2 separate regions of the Mus musculus genome follow, and region 2 is linked to region 1. Evidence: chromatin contacts called from public promoter capture Hi-C data. All regions are on one chromosome and are shown on one strand. The core of a region is the stretch at or near the end of the contact, and the rest is flanking DNA. Distances in the headings are between cores, read along the strand shown. Region 1 holds the start of Cfap70 (cilia and flagella associated protein 70). Region 2 holds the start of Vcl (vinculin).

The links. Promoter capture Hi-C pulls out the DNA fragments that hold promoters and counts their contacts.
Region 2: a promoter capture Hi-C map of embryonic stem cells shows a contact between it and region 1, with 2.3 times the contacts expected there. The contact joins the promoter of Vcl here to the promoter of Cfap70 in region 1. A contact is called at or near these places in 2 of 39 promoter capture datasets (embryonic stem cells and liver).

The regions. Positions count from the first base shown.
Region 1 is chr14:20,449,497-20,454,743 of GRCm38.p6, forward strand. It overlaps Cfap70 (cilia and flagella associated protein 70), which reads right to left and starts at 2,729. Exons shown (of 29, transcript NM_029698.1): 1 at 2,706-2,729.
Region 2 is chr14:20,926,777-20,932,023 of GRCm38.p6, forward strand. It overlaps Vcl (vinculin), which reads left to right and starts at 2,622. Exons shown (of 21, transcript NM_009502.5): 1 at 2,622-2,912. The coding sequence starts at 2,745.

The DNA of each region.
Region 1 (5,247 bases), core at 1,479-3,978:
AAAGCCAGCTGAGCACTAGCCGCAGCACACGCTTCTCTTTGATGGCTGACAAGTGTGACTAGGTTCACCACCATGATGGACTGTAACCTGGAACTGTGGGCTAAGAACAAGCCTTTCCACCGTAAGTCACCACTGTCAGAGTATTCTATCACAGTTCAAAGAAAAAACCACAAAAACAAAAAAGAAACTAAGATAGCTAAGGCTGATTTTGAACTCCTAATTTCCCCTACCTCTACCTCCTGGGATTATTTAAGAGTATGCTGTGCTAGGGGTGGAATCCCGGCCTTCAGGGATGCACACTGTGTAAGGACTGCCAAGGGAACCATCCCTCCTCCTCCCCCTGCACGCCTCTCTCTCTCTCTCTCTCTCTCTCTCTCTCTCTCTCTCTCTCTCTCACTCACTCATCTTAAAGATTGGGTTTTCTACTTCAATCCAAAGTGAAATATGATGAGGAAAAGCCTTGCACACCACTGCCAGGAAAGTAAACTAGCACAGCCACTATGAAAATCCATATGGAGGTTCCTCACAAAAGTAATAATGGCAAGTGAGAGACATGGCTGAGGGTGAAGAGCACCGGCTGCTCTTCTGGGAACTCAGGGTCCATCCCAGCACCTACATGGTGGCTCACAACTCTCTGTAAATTCCAGATCCACTGGATCTGATGCCCTCTTCTGACCTCCAAGGACACCAGAGATGTTATGTGGTGCACAGACATACATTCGCGCAAAACACCCATACATATGAAAAAGGAAGAAATAAAATTGTCATATTATCCATCATACACAGAGACATTTGTACCTCATGTCCATTGTATCACTATTCACAAGAACCAAGGTATGGAACCAGCCTGGAAGCTCACAAGACGAATGGAGAAAATATTATATAAGAACCATATACATTAGCCAGATAGTGGTGGCACACTCCTTTAATCCCAGCACGTGGGAGGCAGAGGCAGGAGGATTTCTGAGTTTGAGGCCAGCTTGGTCTACAGAGTGAGGTCCAGGACAATCAGGGCTATACAGAGAAACCCTGTCTTGAGAAGAAAAAAAAAAAGAAGAAGAAATACAAAAAAGAACCATATATATTATATATACAGTAAAGTGTAAAGAATAATGAACTTAGATTCAGAAAGACAAATCTGTGTATTTTCTCTCATATGAAGTATTTATATTTAAATATGTAATATATACATGACAAGAGATAGAAGTGGGTGTGTAGAAGGAGGGTACAAAGGGAGGAGGGATAAAGAAGGATAATGCAAGGGAAAAGAGACAAATACCACATCTTCCCTCCCCTAGGCAGCACCTAGGTTTAAACACACATTACAGGAAAGCAGATGTGGGACTGTTTGGGGTTGAGGGAGGGAAGGGAAGGGAAGAGAAAAGTCAGGCAAATGGGAGAAAGAATCTAAATTAAGTACAAGGACTGAGATATGTAGATCTGTCGTAGATTTGTTTTGTGTGTTTACTGAAAATAAATTTGAAATCTGAAGTAGAACATATCTCTGAGGACCTGTGCATCTGTGCATACTGTGTGCATCCATGTGGGACAGGTAATGCCTTCAGACTTCACAGTCACCATGCCATTTCCCAGTGACTCCCTCAGTCTTGCCCTTGCCTAAAAGCCTGACTTGTCACCCAAATGCTTCCAGGCCCTTTCAGGGCCTCAGTGGCACTGGCAATGTTCTTATCAAGTATGTATTAGGGATCTGTACCATATGAGCTAGCTCATCTGGGTTCCTTGTGCCAAACAAATACACCTTTGAGTCTAAGTGTTTTATTCTAATCCATTCCATTTCTGTCAAAATCATTTAAAACTGCATTAAGTTAGGGACAGGGACAGATGCTGAGGAGATATAAGCCCCCAAGTCTAGTGAGGAAGAGAGATATGTTGATAGACCAAGAGGTGTAAGCTTTGTGGCAGCCAGTCTGACAGATGACTGGGGAGTGGGGAGGGAACTAGCTTTCAATTATGCCTTGGCACACTCTAAAGCCTTCACATATGCCACACAGATAGAAAGAAGAGAGTGAGTTTCAGGCAAGTCTAGTCTGTGGTCTGGCTTAGGGTGCCTCCCTCCCTGCCCCAGCGTATGCATATAATCACTTTGGAACCCTCACATTCACTGTCTTATTCTCTTCTGATCATCTTTCTTAAAGCAGCTACCAAGGCTATTCATTCACTTTGAACATTTCATAGTCGATGAAGATTGTCTCCAACTCAGAAACAGTCGCCGTGGCTGTGAATTCAGCTCGTTCTCTGTCCGGGACATTGGTTTTGTTTACGAGGATGGCGCTGTGGTGGTTTACCTTGCAGTGCTAAGCAGATAAGAGCCTCACGCACGCGGTGCAGACACTTCACAGAACCAGATCCACAGTCCCAGCCGTGGAGACTGGCGACTTTCCTACTGAGTAACTGTGACCTTGCATGAATGCCCAACTATTGTTCTTGCCCTCAACAAGGCGTCCATTTCTAGTCACAGGCTCAGAGGCAGGACAGCTACCAATCGACTTGGGGATAGCATAGAGTAAGGAGATGGGACTGGATCCAGCTCTGGATGAAGCCGGATCTTGGGCACAGCTGGGCTGAGCGAGAACTTCAACCTGGTCTTAGCTGTAGGGAAAGAGCTCAGAATCCTAGAAAAAAAGATCTGGGGAGTGGGAGCAACAGCTTCACCTATAGCCCCTAAAAGGGAGTTACTGGCTTACCTGAGGCAGACGCTGGTTTTCTGTAACTATAGCAACCAGCTAGCTCTCGCGAGAACTTGTTTTTTCCCCACCTCAAAGAAGGAGGTTGCAAATTTGGCTTGTGCTCTGAAAACCACGCCCCTTGGGTGTTTCTCCTTTGCAAGTTTGGGTTAAAATGTAGCTTTCCACCTTTCAAATCTTTTTCCTTTACGATTAATTTCATTATCCACAAAAAATAGAATGATAAAATTAAAAGGAACTTTAAGGAAAGAAACCTTAGATGTCTCCAAAAAAAAAAAAAGTCTTTACTAAACAACTCCCATTTTAGCAGGGTGCCCTGGCCCTTGTCTCTAGTTCTAGCTACTTGGGAGTCCGAGGCAAAAAAGGATTGCTTAAGGATTGCTTGAGTGGGTGTTTGAGGCTATACTGGGCAATATAAAAATCGTCTGCCCTTGAAAAGTAAACTAGTAATTTAGATCTTTTCTCAAAATACCTGTACCTTAAATGCTGACTCTTGGATCTGTAGACGGTTCAGCAGTTAGGAGACCTTACACTCTTCCAGCGGGCCCAATCTCAACTCCCAGTACACAAGGGGCAACTCCAGCCCCAAGTGGTCCAGTGCCGCCTTCTGGTGTGAGTGTCAGTGCTTGCAAAGGGAAGAAACAAAAATAAATCTTAAAAAAAAAAAAAGTTGATTCTCAACTTGGTATGCATAGCAAGTTCCAGGCCAGATAGGGCCACATAGCCAAGTTCTTCCTGTGTTTGCAAAGCACACTCTACACCGCTAAGTTTGGCCCCCAGCAATGGCCATATCTAATAATATAATCAGAAGTATATGTACAAGGTCTAAGCAATTGCTATCAAAATCGTAACTGACAGGCTGGTGTGACAGGCCACAAGAGTGTGACGTGCTCTGGCAGAGGCCCAAGCCTGGTTCACAGCACCCACGCTGGGTGGCTCAGAAGTGACTCTAGTTCTAGGGGACCCCCAGGTCACCTGATGCCTCTAGTCTTCACGGCCACCTGCATCCATGTGCATATACCACACAAAGACACATATTCACACACATAATTCAAAACATAAGTCTTTAAAATAAACACTACTGACTTTGTCAGAAATTAAGAGGATTCACACTTCCCTATTTCATAATGTCCTATAGAAGGATTGGCCTATAAAGTATTAAGGAACAAGGACAGATAATACAGGCCAAAGGAAACGAATCAAGAGTGACAAGTACACACCTAACAATCCTGACCAACAGATTTGAACAAGATGGCCAAGACAACCCAAGGAGGTAAAGAGCACGCAGGTCGACCAAGTCCAGCTCGGTGAACCAATTCACTTATTCAGTCTTACTTGCAGGGACGCAGACAACTCAGGCGCTCGCTATGGAGCAGTGGGGATCTGAGATCAAGGCACAAGAGGGCATGTGAAGCTGAGCGCGTGTCCGCCATCCCTGCAAATTACATCAGGATGGGAAGTAGGGACTGGGGACTCTTGAAGATCAAGTCAGAGAGGTGGCATGCAGAGCAGTTGAGAAGGGACCATCTCAAAACAAGGTTGTGCTCTGACCTCTACACACTGTGGTATATATGGCACTTCATGAATGCATATGTAACAACGCTCACGTGAATGTATGTGTACGCACACACAAAACTGTGGTATGTAAATACATAACAAAATATTCAGTCTTTGAAGAAGGAAATCCTACCCACTTCCCTCCATTTACCACAATGCAGGTGAGCCAGGTGTGGTGATGCACACCTTCAGTCCCAGCACTGTGGAGGCGATAGCAGACAGAGCTGGAGGCTAGCTTGGTCTATACAACAAGTTTCAGGCCAGTCAGGGCTCCAATGTAATACCCTGTCTCAAAACAGACAAGCACAAGAACAAAGGAACAATACTAAAATGCAGATGAACCACGAACTTGAGGAACTAAATACGCTAGGCATTTATAGTGCGAGTATATAGACTCGTATTAACAAAATAGGACTCGTATTAACAGAGCAATGATGGTTGCTGGGACAAAGCTCATAAAAATGGGAGTTGTTCAAGAGAACAAACTTTCAACTCTTAAGTTCTAGAGAAGTGGCCACTACAATTTACAACAATGTAGCACCCCACACTTGAAACATGAACTGTAGATAGACCCTAAGTTTACTCCCTGTCTGTCTCTCTCAAATATGTGACAGTTTAAACTTGATTGTGAAAAACATTACACAAGTTTAGTTCTATCAAAGACTATACTGTGTACTTAAATATAAGCAAATTTAAAATTTGTCATTTACATGTCAGTTAAGCCCCAGGGCTGGACATGGCAGTATATGCCTATGCCTGGCACTTGAAAGGCTTAAGACAGGAAGATTCCAAATTCAAAGCCAGCTACTAACTCTGAAACAAGACTATCTTTAAAAAACAAAATACACAGGGCTGGAGAGATGGCTCAGTGGTTAAGAGCACTGACTGCTCTTCCAGAGGACCTGAGTTCAATTCCCAGCAACCACGCGATGGCTCATATGGTGCTTCATAATCATCTATAATGAGAGCTGATGTCCTCTTCTTG
Region 2 (5,247 bases), core at 1,372-3,871, 480 kb after region 1:
CGTTTGTTTGTTTGATTTTTTTTTTTTTTTTTTTTTTTTTTTGAGACAGGGTTTCTCTGTGTAGCTTTGGCTGTCATGGAACTTGATCTGTAGACTAGGCTGGCCTTGAACTCACAGAGATCTACCTGCTTCTGTCTCTGAAGTGCTGAGATCAAAGATGTGCACCATCACCACCAGGCTCACTATTGACTTATTAAAGAGTCAGTAATGGTCAGACTATTATTGCCTATGCAACCCAGCCTGCCCATTTGGTATGCAAACAGTGCAGTTGCACAGGTTCCTGCATTCAGAAGCACTTCATGCTGGTGCTTGTTGCCTTCAAATATTGTCTCCTAGTCTGTTATGTAGAAAAATAATTCATTTGAGCCTTCGGTCATGAGTCTTGGATAGGTTTTCAGCTGCTGGTTCTCCTGTTCTTTTGGCCCTGCTGAGTCTCCATTTCCCTGCTTTGGCCCAGTCATCATTGCCATCTTTCCTACCTTGGTCTAACCTCAGGGTATATTTCCTCCAGTGTCTAGGGATGAAGCACGGTGATAGCCATTCCAAAACGGTAGCAATGCCACAGCATGTTTAAGGATGGAGTCAATGAGGGTAAATTATTTTTGAAGATCACTCGTTTGCTATGGGCTTAAGGAAGGAGGCCTATGGGAAATACCTGCCTTGGATTCTTTCTTCCTAGCAACTAAGAGAAGAATTACAAGTTAGTGGAGTGGAGGGGTTCCCAAGTTCTGGGAAGGTTTGTAGTTAACCCCAAAATCCCTCTGTCCAGGAGATAGGTCATTAAGTAATAAGCAAAACACAATGATGAACTGAGAGACTCCAGAGAAAGAAGTCTGACGTTGAATGGCCCAGGAAGCTCTTATCAAAGGCAGACAGAAATGAGCTCCCTCCTGTACAGCTTTGTTTCAGTTGGAGGCAGAGCCTCTGCATTCATGGTTATTTATTAAGGTGGTTTTGTTTGTTTTGTTTTTGAGTCAGTGTCTCAAGCAGCCCAGGCTGTCATCAAACTTGCTAGGTAGCCGAGGAGGACCTTGAACTTCTTCTAATCCTCTTGCCTCCAACTCCTGGGTGACAGACAAAATTATAGGTGTGTATGAACACCATGTCCTTGTTTTGTGATGCTAGAGGCTGACCTAAAGCTTTGTGTATGGTAGGCAAGTACTAAAGCTTTGTGCATGGTAGGCGAGTGCTCTTTACCAACTGAGCTCATCCCCACCTCAAGAGAAAGTTCAAGACTTGGTAACCACAGAGCAGAAACGGGGGTATGTACTGCTAGACACACAGAACTTTAGAGCTGGGTAAGACAACATGTGGCTTGGCCTTCTGCAAAATGTGACATCCTGAGAAACATTTTTCTTTGACTTGAGGATCTTTCATTTGAAGGCATTAATGAATGTGTTTCCTCTCAGAATGAGGAAGCTTGGGCAAGAGAACTTGAGGTTAGGAAAACATGCAGATGTCTTAAATGTGGTGAGGGGATTGGGCAATTTGGCCCTACTTACAGACTTGTTAAAAAGTATCCACTTTTGAATTTTCATTTCACTTTTTTTTTTTTTTTGAGATGGGGGTCTTGTCATGTTGCTCAGACTGGCTTGGAACTCCTTCCTCAAATGATCCTCCTAACCCTGCCTCTGGAGTGCTGTTGTAACTACAAATAGATGCTCATCACAACCACAAAAGGACTACCCCTCCAGGATGGCCTCAAACTTTCTTTGTAGTGGAGTATGACCTTGAACCCCTGATCCACTTCCCTAGTGCTGCTGGTATACGGGCCCACTCTATCAAGGCTGATTTTGCGTAGTGCTGGGAATCAAACCTAGGGCTTCTTACATTCTAGGCAAACATTTTAGCAACGGAACCAGACCTAAGTAGATTTGCAAAAATGGGATACCAGTCGCTAAAACAGAAGGTGGCAGACAGACTTCTACTCACCAAAAGCGAAAGATTAGCAGGTAAATTTCATTAAGTCTCTAGTTCTACGGAAACGTTCCTATTTATTTAGAAAACACGTATTTGCAAGTGAACGTGTACACGGAGGTCTAGAAAGTGCCACACCAAACTTAACTGTGACTATCCGAGGGCAGATAGTACAAATCAATGGGTACTCATGTTTCTCGGTGTGTTTTTGTTGTCTGGATCTTTTTACTTCCTCGTGAATTACTGGGAGGTGACGGAACAGTGTTCTGACTGCGTCCGGTGACGGTAAAGGGGAGCACCCTGCGGGGAGACCGGGGGAAGCCGAGGTCCCCTCTCTCTGGCGCTGCCTGAGGTGAGGATATCCCGCCCTACTGAGGTGATCCTGCGGAGGGGCGGAGCTCCGCCACTCTGAGGCGGGAGGCGGCTCCTGGGGGCGGGGCCAGTCCAGTGCAGTCGCTCGCTCCGCTCCCACTATGCCCTTATAAGGAGCGCCCCGCGAGAGGGTTCGGGAATCCGGTCGCAATCCCTGCGGCGCAGCCCCAATCCCAGGCCCCTCCCTTGGGAATGGGGGCGGGGCGGGACCTTAGCGGCTCTGCCTTGGGGGCGGAGCTTATCGAAGTAAGACCAATAGGAGCCACAGTCCGGCTCTGAGTTGCGTTACCATTGGGCGCGGCGACGTGAGAGGGCGGGGCGCCTGTGGGGCTAGTTACGCCGAGGGAAGCCCGGACTCTAGTCGCCGCTCCGAGTCAGTCACTCGCCGCCGGCTCCCGGCCCTACGGATCCCAGTTTTCTGTTGCCCGCGGTACGCCGCCCCGCTAGCCGCCGCGATGCCGGTGTTTCACACGCGTACGATCGAGAGCATCCTGGAGCCGGTGGCGCAGCAGATCTCGCACCTGGTGATTATGCACGAGGAGGGCGAGGTGGACGGCAAAGCCATTCCTGACCTCACCGCGCCCGTAGCCGCCGTGCAGGCGGCCGTCAGCAACCTCGTCCGGGTGAGCGCGCCGGGCCTGGGACGGGAGCGCGGGCGGGAGAAGTCCCCAGGGTCCCGGTCCGCCTCGCTGCTTGCATTCGCAGGCGCTTGGAGCGTCGGGTGGACTCCAGGGCAGGTGCCGTGGTTTCGAATGCCGATTTCTCTGGGCTGTGACCTTGAGCAAGCCACTGAGCCTGTCGGGGACCTCAGTTTCCTCATCTATAAAATGGGACACTTGTGTGAGAAATCCTGCCTTGGGGCTGTGCTGTGAAGAGTCAGCGAGCTTTTAGTTGTGAAGTGCCTAGGGTGTGTGTGCCCGTAGTAGGCGCCCAAGAAATGGTCGTTAGGTTGTCTCACGGTCCCTCCCCTGGGCAGGCTCGCGTCACTTGCGTTGAGTACCTTGCTCTTAGCTCCTTTTTAGGCCTCTCCTCTCCAACCTGTGGGTGGTTTCTCTTATGGTCTCCCTGCCCTAACTTCCAAGGATTCTTATTTGCACCGGGCTGCTCGCCTTTCTAATACTTCTGTCCCCTGAGACCCACCTGCCCAACCCTCCCCTGGGATCCTGGTGTCTGTCGCTTCTACCCAACTGCTTGGCTTCTTCCTCTCTCTGTCGCCGCCTCCTTTCCTTCGGGGCATTTTGCTCACACCTCCGGGGACTCTTAGCACCTTTAGACAGTAATTCATAACCAGGAGCCCTGCTTGCCCTCTGCCTGACCCCATGGCCGTCATTTTATTCCTTCCATGAAGCTGTCTATCCATCTTTACTGCTGTCAAATGGCTTTCTTTCACTGGGGCCTTTCCAGATTTGGGGGGCCTCCTCCTCTGCCCCTCCTTCTGGCAGGAAGCAAGATGGAGCTGCTGTGAGAGGCCTGTGGAATCTGGGATCTGCAGCCCCTGCCTGAGGGGAAGGCTAGGGCGTTCTTTGCCAGTCCACACTTTTCTGCCTGCCCCTAGCTATTTATCGATCTTTGTAGCCCACTTCTGAAATGGGAAAAGAGATAGAGAGACTAGTCTCGTAACTGTACCCTGGCTAATGTCACACTTGCTCCAGGCTGGGTGTGACTCAGACTGCTGTTCCCTGTGAAGAACAACTCAGGAAAAAGTTCATACTGCTTTCCGAACCAAGCTGTGTAAATGGTGTGTCAGGGTAGTTGATAGGTAACTGTCTGTCGGGTGGGGCTTGTGTTATTTATCGGATTATAGGACTTTAACGCATGAAATGACTTCCTGGGTCTTCAGGGGCCTGGGACTGTCTCAGGCATTTTAGGAGACCTGTGGCAGCAAGTAGGAGGGGGAGGGGGAGGGGAGAGGAGGGAGGGAGAGAAGGGAGGGCGGAACTAGGGACTGAAATTTCTGTTCTTCTGTACTGATTAAGTAAGAAACTATTGAGTAGGAGCAGTGTACTCATTCAGACTGTCTATCTTGTTCTTGTTCTCTTTGTAGCTAATTTTAATCTTAGACCCCAGAGTACATTCTTATGTAGTGTTGTCTGACATGGCTGCATTCCAGGCCTCTGGTTTTTCAACAAATGGGAAACAATGTAAAGAGACAAGGTAATGGTGTCCCTCCATGTAGCACTTGAGGATAGGAAATCTTAAACCCACATGTTGCACTTGGAACACAGCTGGTGTAGTCAAGGGCTTGGTTGATATCTGGTTAGGCTATTTAGAGAGAAGTCATTTATGAGCTCCCAGGCCATGAATTAGTAAGCACTGAATGTGTGCTGTATAAAGAGCATTGGAATGAATTAGTGGCCCTCAGGGTGTGCATGAGAATCACCAATGGGGCTTTGTAGATAGGACTGTTTCCAGTTCCCATCCCAGACTTACTGAAGGATCTCCAGGAGTAAAGGTTTTCTGTTTTTTAAAGTAGCTCCATAGGTGGTTATGATGGTCATAGTTAGGAGACATACAAAAGAAACAAGGGCAGATATAAGATGGAAAAAAAATACATGTAGTTGCATACTTCCTAACTATAAAAGGTATTTAAAGTTGAATCCGTGGAGGGGATTGGGCTGATAAATAGTCATAAACAAAGGTGCTACCAGGTTTCACTAAGTAGATTGTCTTGATTGCAGGTTAAAGAAATCAGACTCGAAGCCAGTGAATGGTATATGGGTAGTTTAGCAGAAGGTCTTATTTAATAAGATGCACAAGTTGGTTGGGAGTGGGAGGGAAGAATGGTGTGTGAGGAAGAACATGGGCTCTAGGGAGGCCTGAGGACCCATCAACTGTTTTCATAAATGTATGGATCCTCTACACATCTCAAGTTCCTAACTCCTGTCAGGAAAACACAATGTAAGTGGAACTTTTTTTCCTCTTCCCTAGTTCCAGTCTTCAGCGTTGACACACAGATTG